Linked DNA regions of Gasterosteus aculeatus: region 1 is linked to region 2. The links are chromatin contacts, called in public Hi-C maps. All regions are on one chromosome and are shown on one strand. The core of a region is the stretch at or near the end of the contact, and the rest is flanking DNA. Distances in the headings are between cores, read along the strand shown.

Evidence for each region. Hi-C and Micro-C count contacts between places; a contact is called where the count stands out from the background.
Region 1: a contact with region 2 is called in a Hi-C map of tail fin, with 1.7 times the contacts expected there. The contact joins two enhancer-like sites. A contact is called at or near these places in 2 of 6 Hi-C or Micro-C datasets (tail fin and whole body).

Annotation. Positions count from the first base shown.
Region 1 is chr7:25,713,300-25,720,305 of fGasAcu3.hap1.1, forward strand. All of the region lies in intron 1 of nrg2a (neuregulin 2a), which reads right to left. Among protein-coding and RNA genes, the nearest start is that of nrg2a, 11 kb to the right of the region's middle. Within about 2 kb of position 5,207, at least 2 of the 9 cell types and tissues checked have open chromatin away from gene starts, as enhancers often do.
Region 2 is chr7:25,673,050-25,680,638 of fGasAcu3.hap1.1, forward strand. nrg2a (neuregulin 2a) reads right to left here. Exons shown (of 11, transcript XM_040179856.2): 5 at 6,519-6,577; 6 at 3,521-3,544; 7 at 1,889-1,991; 8 at 1,527-1,650; 9 at 1,268-1,395; 10 at 894-1,115. Among protein-coding and RNA genes, the nearest start is that of slc22a6l, 13 kb to the left of the region's middle. Within about 2 kb of position 3,837, at least 2 of the 9 cell types and tissues checked have open chromatin away from gene starts, as enhancers often do.

The DNA.
Region 1 (7,006 bases), core at 3,957-6,456, 42 kb after region 2:
ATACGCTATGGAACACTTTCAAATGACCGCAGCAAACGGACGGTGTCCTTAATCCAGTGCCCCTGTAAAACAAACCAAAATAAAATATTTAGAAACACTGTCATTGGTAAAATATTAAAATTACAAAGATGTGGAAGACAACAAGATGTAAGGAAAGAGAATGTTAATCATGCTAGGCAAATAACACTTACCAAGCAAGAGACGAGGCAATGAGAAACTCCTCCGATGTTGAACTGCACAGGTGTTCTGGATGAACTGAGACTACGAGTCTGATGTCACGTTCAGAAGCAGTCGGTCACGATTAACACTCAAATTACTTTTAGGCAATGAACACTTTGAATAATACAAATGTTTTTAATCTTTACATTCCGGCCACTGAAATGACAGCGAAGGCGGCGCATGCGATAGGGAGGGTGTGCTGTGCAGCACAAGGTCGGCGGTTCAAATCCTGGCTGCTCCCTGTGCCAAGTTGAAGTGTCCCTGAGCAAGACACCAAACCTCCAATTACTCCACATAAAATGATATCAAACCATAGGCGTTTTGGATAAAAGTGACAGCTGCATGTATAGTAATGTCCTATAAGTCAAAGTCATCTCATTATGATGACTTACAGGACCTGTTTTTCAGTGGCTGACGTGGGCTTCCATACATTAACCTACAAAAGATGTAGATGGATTGTGATTCACTGCCTTTGTATGTGTATTTCCACCACTTCATAAAATATATGTAGCATGCAGCTGAATTACGGTTGTCTGCTATTATTGTAAATTGACAGCTTTAACTGTTTACTCATGACATTGGCCGTTAACTTACAAGCAAGGGATGGAAATTTAACTGTATATTACAGTTATTATGACATACTGTAAGATACCGTTAGAAATGCACTGTAAATTTACAGCAATTTGTTACAGTCTTCCATTTGGACAATAATAGCTGCAATACCGAAATAGGAGAGAAACCTCCAATGACAGATGCTGTCTGAGGAAGACTTTGATGATCCTCTTAAACAAAAAAAAAATCTTCTTAAGGCCGTCTGATTGAATCTCATTCCCTCTGTAATTTTCCTCTTTAAAACGTATTTATTTTTCTTCCTCCTTGTCTGTCCCGCTCTCTCTCTCTCTCTCTCTCTCTCTGCATGTCTCCCTCCCTTCAGACCAAGCGTGAGATAAAGAGGTTTGTGTGACTGTGATCAGATTGACTTGAAGATAGAAGCAGATCTCCTTCCACCTCCTCATTCTGCTCTTTCTCTGCTCCTCTTACCCAGATTAAAAGACAAACAGTCTCCCACACGCTCTCACAGTTTATCAAACACACACCCACATTGAACCAGGTCTTCACGCAAACACATATGTGTGCTCTCACCAGAGAGAACAACACACGCTCGATCTAAGTGGCCTCCGGGCCGGCAAAGTATACACCGTCACACAAACACACCCCCTCAAACACGCACATACAAACACACACAGGTGCATCTACGTGTGGATGAAGCACGCGGGGCAGTGATGCGTTCGCGGACCGGATTTCCTTATACAAACCGTTCCCCTGTGTTTTGATTACAAAAGACACCGCGTCTGATTCCCGGCATTACGCCACGCTCGTGTGTTTGTTTCCTATGCGCACTCGTTTGCCATTAAAACACAAGTTTTTCTGTCGTCATTGTATATCCTGTACCAAGAGGCCACTGAGTCTGAAAAGAGAGTTTCCGATACTTCAGAAGAGCCATAGTTGTTATCTGCAGGCACAGATGGACAACGACGCTGTATCACACAATTAAGTGAGTTCATCCCTGAAAAGATTTCCCAGCTCTCACTAATTGGTTTGATCAATTCTACTGGTGAATAACTACTTAAACTGAAATTGAAATGAATCCATGATTTATTTCACCCGTTTTGCACATGTCTAAAATCCACTTCAAACTCCGGGAGTGTAAATTACAAGGGAAAACACGGGAAGGTCCTTATCAGCCCCCGCCTTGAAAAACATGTGTGCATCCGCTCTTCGCTCGGCATTCTTCACATCGAATCAAATTCCTTCTGCGCTCTGCACTTGTCCTTTATCTCCAGAATGTGCTTTTAGAGCAGCATAAACATGTCACGATGGGGACACTATGTGGAGTCTCACCCAGAGTGAAAGCAGCTTGCTTCAAATCATTTGCATTTTTTGCCTCTCATGGCTGAACTTGGGCTTATCACCAGTCTCTCTCTTATCTCAAAACAGGCCACTACGCATGTGTGGGCTTAGATCACGCCTTTGGCGGCATAAGCCCCCCGATCAAGGCGGTCTCAAACTGGGTACGCTTGATATGAGCGGCCCCGGTGGACGGTGCCAGGATGGGCTCGCGCTGTGCTAGTCGGGCCCGGCCGCCCAGGAAGCCGGATCCGCGCCCGTGTCGTCTCAGAGGGAGAGGATGAACGGGAAAAACAACCGGGGGTTCTACGGAGGAGGTTAAAGCTGTAATTGTTCTAAAGAGGCAGAACCCACCGCGGTTTGAGCGAAAGGAGGAGCAGTTTTAGCAGCTTTAGGCTAAAATCGAATACTTGAGTTGTAGCCAACAGTCTTAATTGTTGCTCAAATGGAATACATACTAACGCACATTTGTAGACGGGGGGATAACAGGTCAGCGTCAACTTGTTGACCGCAAAAAGAGACGTCCTTTGGCTGTTATGATAACTGCCTGCTTGCCATCCCGATGTCATTGGGACAACAAGGGAATGAAAAGAAACATGCCTAGACAATGCGTACCAAGACTACACATCCCGACAGATGTGATCGGGGGAAGCGGAAACGGGGCTACGGGAACTTTCTGTAACGCTGATCTATCTTTCTGGCTTTTTCGTACAACAGACCTCTGTGAGGAATTCTGCCTTCTCATTCAGGGTAAAACACCCCCAGAGTTAATGGCTATCAATATCACGAGGGAAATATATTCCTCTTTTGTCTGCATTAGCTGCAGTGAGGTGATGGTTAGTGTGGGCCAGCTGGGACACATCTCAGTTCACCCGTGCACACACACACACACACATGCACACACACACACACACACACACACACACACATTCTGCAGCTCGCTCTACGCTGCTCACTATCTTTCAACAACAAGCTGAGCGGGGACCAGACGGAAAGAGGTCCTATTTGTGCAGGAAGATAAATACACTTCTGCACCCAGTCCTGTCCCCTCCAGATTAGAGCAACACAATAATGAGCAGAAGCACTGGTGGAAGGTCAGAAAAAAGCAAGGGTAAAGGATAGAGTAACAGCCTACTACCAAAACACTCACCCACGCACACATACATGCCGGGGTAATCACCCACAGACACGCACGCTCTTTGTCTTTATTTATCAGAAATAAATATTGCCTAAATTAGCAACAGCATTTCGCCCCTCGCACTGCATGTGAGTTTGATCCTCAAGTGTTGTTGTTTGTCCTTTGCGAATATATACAAAGCCCCTGTGGGGATTTTTTTTTTCTTCTTTTTTTGCTCAATGTGATGATGCGCAGGTCGTATTCCCAAACTTCTCAGTCTGGAAAAGTTCCAGGAACCGACAGCATGCACGGGTCACTGTGGGTGTCATATAGCTGGTCATCCCGTAGCGGGATGACGATCAATCAAAATGTGTCTAAATAATCCATGTACGTACTGTAAATATCCAGGAATGTGTGGGTCGGGTTGTTTACAAGTAATTCAGTGAGTCAGCAGTGTCATAATCTTTTATCAGCTCCTCCTCTGCCTTGCGTCAAGGAAGGTATCACTCAATCGCTCAACTATGGAAGCACGTTTTCTCTCAACTATACGATAAAACAAAGCTCTGGCTCATAGTCGGAGGCCGCTTCACTGTTGAGGGAAACATCATTCTGACTTGGTCCACTTCCAAAACGCTGCAAACAAGCCATTCCGTTCTGTTTAAAGTATTTTCATGTTAAGACACACATATCAATCCACACCTACAGCATACCTGAGGAACAAACCTTGTCTCAGGATATGCGCTGTGTGTGTGTGGGGGGAAACATGGCTGGACACGTCCCTTAAACACACCAGGAGGCGCCCAGCGGGAGTGCCGGCAGCCCCTCTTTTCAACACTTCGGCACGCCGCACACAAACACAGTTGCCCTTCCCATGGTCCTTTTGTTCCCTATCGTTTCGTTGAAGTTCCTGTCATGGACACTGTCAGCTCTCTCTGGACATTTATAAAAGACAGTTATATATTTGACTTTTGGACGAACGCGCACTATTTCTTTGAGGATTACGTGGCGCTGATCGTGTTTTGAGACACTCAAAAGTAACTAAGGGAAACGTGCATATGCTTGCCGACACAGAATTATAAGCAAAAGCATAGAAATTTAGGTAATTACCCGACGAAAAACACACCCAAGCACTGGCAAGGCATCACAGACGTGGAAAGAAAAGGTTCTTCTTTACTTTTGGTTCTCTCTGAAGATATACTCGATGCCGATGCCGACAAATTGAAATGAAAGAGACCATTTCTAGTTCATAAAAGCATTGTTAAGGTAGAACATGTGGGTAAACGTTTTTTTGACAGCATGCCAGTTGCAATAAATTCTCAGTGGTTTCAGATGTTCTAATCATGACGTCAACATAACATTCTCAAATCTACCAATAAAACCAGGAGTTGACACTGTGAAGAAGTGGCCCTGGGGGCCTACGGGGGAGATGGATGCCAGAGAAGGTGAGTCTGCAGTGAAAAGGTTATCTCCTGCACCGTCCTTCGGTGTCTCGTCCCGCGACTCAACCGGACACCTCAGTGAAGGAGCCGCTGCAGCAAGGACGCCCAAACGAGCAGAAGACGAGCGGGTTTCACGCATAAATCAATTGCAACAGCATCGCCGAACACAACAAGATGCACGTCAGAAATGTAGACACGCATACTGCAGAATTGCTCCAGCTTTAACCTGTGTCCTTCATCAACAACTTTACGATTTTTGCCCCATAAATAATCTTCAGCGGTGCATGACAATGACGACGTTAAGCAGTTTAGTCAAACCTTTGACAACCTGCGTTTGAGGATCGCGGTCAACATCTATAAACCACTTTGTGGAATATTACGGAATGTGTTTATTGTAGCGCTGCGCCCACGGCTAGAAAGATCCACAGGTGAAGAAGAAAATCGAAGACGGTGAAGAAGACACAAGAAAATGTGTGCCCGCCAGCTGCACCCTCGCTCCTGGGGAGGAGCAATGGTAGGTTACCTCCACACAACATTCCAAAACTGTGTTGATCTCAACACTTGTGTGATCTTGACACTCCTAAGCCTGGTGTTAGCGGCAATTATACGGTTCATAAAAAGTATCTGTCAATTGTGCATCTGAGCTGGTGTCAGTATGAGAAATGACTAGTGTGTGAATCGGGTACTAGATTTATGCAGTTGACATGGATTGATCCGGTTCCCGGACTGATCGGGGTTAATAACGGCGCAGTGACTAGACCAAAGCCTGCGCATGGAAAAATGTAAATAAATGGCCCTGAAAGAAATGATGGGTCACATATATCTAGAACACATTTAGAGCATAAAAACAATTATTATATTTTGAATAGAAACACATTCCTGACCAGAAGAAATGGGAAATAACGTTGTATGAATGGGAGAGAATGATGGATCATTTTTTTATGGTTGCAAAATGACAAATTCATGGTCATGCTTTTTTTCTGTACATCTAAAAGTACGATTAATTCCCTTACGATTCGACTGTAAGGGGTTAATTTTGTCAACAAGCTTTAATGCTGTGCACAGAAAAAAAAACATTTTAAATATTTAATTACATGCACTGGCTGCAGCCTGTAAAAGAAAAGTATTGCAGCCCAAGATAGCTGCAAATTACTGAATGATTCAAAAGGCAGAGTAAACTTCCACTGCCTTCACGAGGCGGAGGGATGCAACGTCGTAAAGAACAGGCCAATACGAACAGTCGTATCAGGTGGGAGAAATTACAAAAAGCCCATTATAAAGCAGGTTTGTGTTGCATGTTTACGCATTTTGCCATTCATCTAGAGGGATATTTTTGTTCAATGTTAACTGGGATTTTTTTTCGTTGAACATCCAGCGTGGTTAGTTCAGTCAAAAGAGCACACAGGCTCCCAAGTATTAAAAGCACAGCAGTAACATTAGAAAGATGGCTTCCTTTTGTGAACCGAGTCCGATCCCAGTGGCAGTGACTTTCACAGCCGTTATCCTGTGCAGATCTCACAGGGGGGCTGTGGGCTTTTGAGTGTTTTTGACACAGCTCCAGACGCAGGGGCAGGGAGTCTAACAACTGCAGCGGCTTTCCCAACGGACGAGTCCCTGTTAACTTTTCGGTGTTTCTCCCGCTTCCTGATCATATACTGCCTCATTGTGGTGAACCCAACATTCTTCAGTGGGCTGGAAAGTGGAGCCCTAATTGTCGAAAAGGCCGAGGGAGAGGGTGTGAACTGTGATCAGAGGCTACAGCCAAATAACGTAACGAGTAATGTTTTGTTTGGTCAGACATTCAACGCAATTTCTTCTTTGTCAACATTGATAGCGTTAATAGTTAGTAAATAGAGGAGTGGTTAGTCAGGACAGCGTCCACAATCTAAACAAAACTATGTGAAGGATTAATGGAAAAATGTTAGTTCTGCAACTAACAAAATATATATTTGTCCTGTGTAATTTTAGTAACATGGTACAATAATGCCTATGAGATGTTTATATGAGCGGTTTTCATATCCCCACAAAAGGTAGTGCTTAAAGTCCACAAAAAAGTTTCTTAATACAAGGTATAATTCTTCATTCAGGCCTCGTGGATGCAGCTTTGGAATCACATGCAAATGGCAAATGATCTCATGGCATAATACTAATACAATTAGAGAAATAGCAAATGATCTTATGGCATTGAACTGATAACATTAGAAAAATCCAAATGCAAAATCCAAATTCTGTTTTGCTGCTTCAAAAGCAGCTTTCATCCCATTTTATGAAGTTAAACCAGAGATTATGGAGATTATTGGTTGTGACACTATGTACTAACTGT
Region 2 (7,589 bases), core at 2,587-5,086:
GCAACTCCTAATTCACACATCACTGATTGCGGAGGAGAATGTTTGCATCGACTGCTCGCTGCATTAAGAAACGACAACATGCCGTGTGAGAGTCAAGCCTGAGGCATTCCCACAGCACTGCTGATACAGCTGTGGCAAAAGCTGTCGCCATGATGGAAGAGGCGCTTCTAACCTGGAATGACTCAAAGGGGTTGTTGGTTATGCAATCTGGCTCTATATAACAACTTATATGGGAAGGGTCTATCCGTGCATAAATCAGCGCTGTGTGCTGACATCCTTGGTGCCTTAGAGCTCTGGTCAGTCGTTTAACGCGCTGATCCTTTTCTTTAGTTGCCAGCACTGCATAAACTTCCTGTAAAGCATATTATATTTATACCATTTCTGTTGGACACGGTCCGTCACACAGTCAGTAATTTAGGGTTAATAGTGATTCCAGAGATTTAAAACAAAGTTGAACGTGGGCCTCTGTACAAGCGGCGATAGGTGGAAAGGTCAGGGCAACCTCATCCATAGCAACCTTTAGCATGCTTTTTCAAATCTTAAACACAGGACGTTCCATAACAAGGTCAACAAAGACAGACCCTCCCCCGGCCCACACACTGAAAATGTATGCACCTTGAGTAAAACTACCAAACCAACTGTTTGAGATAAAACAGTCTCTGGACGACCCAGAGAATAGAACCTCACTTGGTTCCATCGGGGGATTGAGAGGGAGCGCTAAGAAATCGCATTTGCAAACTGGCCGTGGGATAATGTTACAGTAACTGAATGAGTTCCCGTTGAAAAGTGCTGTCCTGGCTCATTATCCCTGTCAGTTATTACTGATCTGTGTGTGTGTGTGTGTGTGTCTCGGAGCACCGCGACCGGTCGAGACAGAAGCAGCAGAGCCTCACCTGTCGCTGTGCGGAGAGTCTCCCAGCGAGTCAAAGGAGTCTCCGTACTGCAGGCCCGGCCGACGTGGGTCAGAATAGCCACAGTGTGCGGCGCGCCGGGCCCGCGCCTCCATGCACGCAGGACTGCTGCATTTACTGGTCCCCACGGATGATGACATCATACCCGGCGAGTCAGAGAGGATGCTGTCAGAATGTTCCAGGCTCCATGTCCGTTCCTCGTGTCTGAAAATTAAAAAAAAAAAAAGGTGGTAAGACGCACATCGTGTCCCAGAGTGATTCCGTTAAATGAAGGACGTCTTTTTGATAAAAGCAATCCCTGCACTTGTTTCCATAGTGTGATAAAGAGACAGAAAGAGGTTTAGACGCATCCTTACCGGTGAGTTGATGAGTGGGCTCGTGTGGAAGAGTTGTGGGATCTGGAAGAGGCGTGGCTGGCTGGGAACGATCCCTCCGTTGGATGTCGTGTGACTCGCTCAGTCGCAGGGAGATTCTTTGATATGTACTGTGTCGGGAAAAATGGATTTGGCAGACGGAAAAAAAAGCGCTTTGATTATATAACAAAGCCTATAACCATTTGGTGTACATCTGTGAGTGTGCACTTTAATATTCTAAGGAATCTTTTCAGAAACTCACGTCGACCATAGGGATTTCCTCTGGGCCTGGTCCTGGGTGATTGGGTCCGTTAGCAAGGTTACGATTGGGATGTTCTGGACACATGTTTTGTCGCAGATGATTGTGCATCTTCTTTCTCTGTTTCCTGTTGAAACAAAATTTCCTTTCACTCTTTTTGTATTTAGGTGCCTTAAGTCATAATTTCTTTCCTTGAAGTGAAAGGTAAACTATTCAAAAAGTAGAATTATAGTATATTATAATTATAGTATTATAAAACAATGTATTATCTATTATGAAAACCAATGCTGCGTGTTGCAAACAGTGCAAAAACAGCTTGTTTATACGTTTTCGTCTTGATAAAACGCATATTGAGCAGGACTTACTTGGTTTTACAGTAGGCCACCACACACACGATGCCGACCACCAGCAGCGCCACACAAATACCCGTGATTGTCAGGACTCTTTTCTGGTAGAGCTCCTCTGCCTCTGTCAACACCGCACCCACAAACACACACACACACACACACACACACACACCACAAGCACACAGTGGGAAAATAACAGGGAAAGAAATTAGTTTCTTAAAGGTGCAGGTTTGTTTCGGTCTGTAAATCTGCATTATCTTTCTGTTTTGAATAATCCCAAGTAGTATGAAGCTTCTTCGGCCCTACGCTAAAAACTCTCCTCAAGGTCAAACCTTTCCCCAAAAATAGTTACAAATACCAAAAATGCAGTTACAGCCCGTGCAGCATTAAGGCTGCATGGCTGGGGAAGAGGCTCAGCAAGAGTTGGGCTGATCTAGTCAGTAACAATCAAAAAAAGAAGTAGTTTTTAATTCAATATGACACTTTCAAAGTCTGGGACCCTTGTGGATCAATCAAATTAGGAACAGCAAAGCGTGCAGTATAACACTAATGCACACGCCATTTGAAATGTCCAATGTTGACTTGATTTGGATTTACATTTACTAGAAGTCTTCATCTGCTCGGGCATTCGGTGAACACAATGATTAGAACTTATATTTCAGTAATGAATGATACAAGTGCTTTAACATGAAATTAAAGTAAATATTAGAGTAGAGAAATGTTGACTGAAGCATTTTCCTTGACCAGAGAAGAGCTCGTGTGAGGGTGAGGCAGACTGATGATGGATCAAAGAGGTAAGGGGTTCCTAATATTATTGGTATAACTCTTTTTACATCGGCATACCAAATTGTGTCAAGTTTCTGACACTGTAAATAAATTATATTCATAAACTGTATTTAAATCCACTCGTACAAATGCATGACCTGGGAAATTACGTCTTTAGGATTTATTCCTCACTCTCAACCACGAAAGCACGTCTCTGGAAAAGGTAGCAGGAGAAACAGGAGCCAACAATGAAGGAGGATGGAAATAGCGTCAGATTAGAAAGATAGACCTTCTAATTATAGCATTGCATGCTCACATCACAGCATCTACTTCTTGAAGGATAATTCAAACCACTAACAAGTGTTATATCTCACACTCCAAAGTTACATTTTGCAATTCTAACGACGGGGTGAAAGCGAGAAACAAAATCACACATGAAGAAAAGTAAAGAGATGGTATTTCAAAAGGAAAAGACTAGTAGGAATGAGACTAAAAAGGGTCGTAACAGAGTTGACAGTTGGGAAGAGGCATCAGGTAGCTACGAAGACGATACACGATGCTTGTTACAGACGCAATAACAAACCGAAAAATCAGTCCAAAAAGAAAGATATTCTACCGTAAGTGAGAGGGAATCTCTGTTAATAGCTCTACGTTTCCATTGCACATGTATGAGGGGTGTAGGCGATCACATCCGTGTTAATAATGATGGATGAGGAGCATTGGCATCGGCTGAGGGTTTGTCGTCACAATGAGTTATGATACGATCGGCTGAGATGATATGATCAACAGTTCACACCACAGACGGAAGGGGGGCAAGTCAAAACGAAGGACTATCTATTTATTCGCTATGCTAGGCCTGAGAAGGAAAAAGGGATCGTTCCATACCCATAAATTCAATTCCAAGATGCTCTGGCATTGCAGAGGGTTGACAGTTGGAAGAAGAAAACAAAAAAAACAAAAAAAGAAAAGAAAAAAGACCAGGTTAAGAGAGTGGCACCTTCTAACATAAAGTGGAGCAAACAATAATAGGCTTTACGGCACACTGAGACAACAAACGCTTAATTGTTAGTAATTGTCAGCTGTCAGTAAAGACGAGTACACACCTGCAGCATGCAACACACACTTCAAACCACACAACACAGACCTACACGACGGAAATGTATTTTGGCCCGGGGCGTTCTTCCTGCGTGCAGTTTCTCCCTACTGTCTCAACACAGCGCCTTGGTGTGGTCGCTTTCACCGTAATTCCTCAAGTGATTGAGTTTCAGGTTTGTAGAGAAAACAAATAAAAACTCTGGAGGATAATATTAGGCACAAAGCCATGATCATTATGTATGGGGGGGGGGGGGGGGAATGAGTCATGTGCAGAGATTACTTATGTTTTCCGCTTTCTAAAAACACTACACTGTCTGTTCCCGAACACACCCATCACATGAACAGGCAAGTTAGAAGGAGTGTATTTTTCATTCACCCTGGATCTGATAGTTAGACTTTATATTATATAACAGTGAGGACAAAGGCAGCCTGCACCATCCAGCTGAGGGCACAGCACACTTTCTTTTACGTGAGTTGAAGCGAGGCAAGATGCTCTTTTAAAGCCAAACCCTGATGGCTGAGGAGGAGAAGACATCCTCTTTGGTACCTCCTGGGGATGGGAGGAGCCCCTCCACGAGAGAGGGGAGGGGGGGGGGGGTCTTTAAGTGTATGGGAGTGTGTGCGTGTATATCTGCTCTTTAAGAGAGAATTATTCTCCTTAACTGTTGTGAAATACGTTTGGCCATTAGCGATGGCCGTGTACTTTTCCAAAAAATAAACCTCACTTTAAAGCCTACATCCTGTTTAACTGTTGCTTTCATAAACCAATTTCTGACTATTTATGGACCAATTAAATGATATTAAATCATACACTTTGACAGGTTGACTGCTTTGGTGATGCCTAAAATGAAACATTACACACAGGTTCTTGATAGATCTTGGACATCAGATCTGACTGTTTTTCCCTCAGTTCTTTCATATCTTTTTAACAGGAGCAGTATGCACAATTTGGAAGCAACCGCTCTCCCTCGTAATTCGTCACGCCTAAGCTTGGTCAGGGAACGGGGAATCTCGATTCGCCTGCAACCAACCACAACGCAGAAACAACCGCGCCCTCACTGCACGCGCTCAGAGAAACTGACTGATTTTCCACAAATACACAAAAACGCAAACGGTCCAACCCAGAGCCGGTGTTTGGTTTGTCCTTTCTGGGCTCCTGTAGAACGGCAGCAGCTTATTCCAAAGGGATGACTCTTGCTTTTCACATTAATATATACACATTAGGCCTAGGTCATTGACGCAGTCGCACTGAAGTTACACACGTCACACCCACACGTCATTTCAGCACTGTGTCTTACGACTTAATGTCAGATGAAATGACTTGCAGTTAGGATGGAGTTGTTTTATCCTCATTGTACTCTGAGCCAACCTACAACAGGCAGTGAACGTGAGCTTTACAAGTCACACCACCGGGATGTGAGACTGCGTTACCTCGGGCAACTCCAAAAGCAGAGGCAGATACTAATTCAACTGTGATGTTACAGTGAATGGAAGCCTCATGGGCTTACAAAATACAGGCTTTGTATTCAATTCTATGTTATTTCTTTTCATTAACGTTATTATTATCATTCAGAGAGTGAGAGAGACGTTAAACCTTTTCCGGTCACCGCTTTCAATATCACATGAGAAACTTTACGTTCTCAGCACGTTGGGTAACAGTGGCTGGTTTCCAAATCTGACAACCTTTGAGACAAGATCTATCAAGCCGCAGTTCTTCACAAAGCTTCATCTACAATGGTGGTATAATTTTACAGTTGATGGATGGGTTTTCTGCTGTTGCCGTGTTAATGGGTGCCTGCTTGGCTTCTCTTACCCCAGCCAAGGCTCTTTGTCTCTGTCACGGCACTCTAGAGCGCCACATGCAACACTTTGCTGAGGACATCTGCTGCCAGAGCACCATTTTACATACAAAGTTAGCAACAAATACCTTTTGCAGAATGCTTTAGTGTTTACAAGAGTCCGGATGAAACTGAGGTCTTACGTTATGAGGCTGAAGAAATGTCTGCGTGCCTGTTTGTGCATGTATATTCTAGTTGAATAAATTGTGATTCACTGAAGATAACACTGACACAATGACGCTTTTGGCATTTGAAACTTAAATTAGTCAAGAATGAATGTAATTGTGTCATGTCGGCTCTTGTATGACCTACATACGCACGGATGCATGTTAAAAGGTATCGTATTTTCATAATCCTGCATTTATGGAGAAATCCTACTACACGACTGATCTTGTTGGCCCCTAACAAGCAGCTGTATATCATTGCACCACTTCAATCATTCAGACATTTGTCAAAGCTATTACTTGCTAATGCTAATTGTTCATACCTTTCTCTCTATCAGCTCCAATACGATTGGACATGGGTTTTTTTTTTGCAGCTGATTGCATGGACAAGCATCATTAGTTAGTGACACATGGTTAGGGTTTTAGTAACTATTTTGCCATTTGACTGTGTTGTTACATGCAGCTGACTTTGTGCAAATAAACTTCCACAAAGCCTCTAAATTCAGCCGCCTACTTGCTACTATCACACCAACTACCAGCGTATAATCTGAGAGTGTGCATGCAACACACTGCGAGTTAAAGGGCACACAATATCACATGCAGACCAAACACAATAACAGACTCTACTAAACTATGCCAACGTGTGCGTATGAGTCACCAGAAAGGCACAGGCGCAACTACACTATTGGGCAATAGCAGAAAACGAATGCAATCTCTCTACACCCAGCATGCACTGCATGACACAACGACAGTCCGACAGAGTGACAGAGGAGGGAATTGACATACGGTAGAAACTGGCCATAACGTAGGTTTGACAGCGATCACCAGTAAAGTCATTCGGACACCTGATGGAAAGAAACAAAGCCACAAAAAGAGAGGGAGGAAGAGGGTGGTGGGTGAGTGAGGAAGAGACAGAAAGAGAGAGAAGGGTGGAGTGAAAAGGAGAGTATGCGTAAGAAAAAGTGAAGAGGGAGGGAGGGGGGGGGGGGGAGAGAGAGAGAGAGTTAGAACAACAGGACCACTACAGACAGCAGAAGCAGAGCGTTTCCCAGGGATGACACCACCGTGTACACGGTGTAGTGCACAGCTCATTGCGTGTTGACCTGAGAGGGAGAAAGAGGAGGAGAAAGAGGAAGAAAACTGGGGGGGCGGGTGGGTGGGTGGGGGGGGGGGGGGGGAGCAGCAGGAGTCCACAGAGGCAATCCAGTGACAACTGCGTCCCTGTTCACAGCTGCTCATATCAAGTGGACATACTTTTGAAAGGATCGGGCATGAGCAGCCGCAGTGGCTCAGTCTGTAAGCATCGTGGGCCAAAGTATCCATCCCGACATCTGGGAAGGAGCAGACAAGTGTTATGAAAAGAGAAAACACAGGAAGTGATGCACACTGTAAATATTATGGGTTTAAGTTTAATATTTAAGGTTCACAGTGAAGCCATGTGGATACAGCAAGAAACCTGGTCACCTCCAAAAGATTACGCAACCGTAGTGATGGTTGTGAACACACGGTCGCATGTCAATTAGAAATAAATGAATAGTTAATAAAAACCCAAATGGACTCAGATGGCAACTTGAAAAGAAGGAAAGACACTTATACACTTCTTAACTGTTATTTTGGGAGGAAAAAAATGAGGATATAAATTGAGTTGAATATGAGTTGTAGGTATAAACATTACACTGCTTTATGATTAGAATTTAAAGGAAACCAAAAATGGAGATCCTGGTACGTGTTCATAACCTCCTAATGTGACAAATGGCCAGTACAAAAGGACAGCCAGGGAAAATGGTCAAATCAAGAAGAAAGCGAATCCTGAATTTTCCGCTCTGAAATATCAAATTCCCTGCACAGATCTCTTAA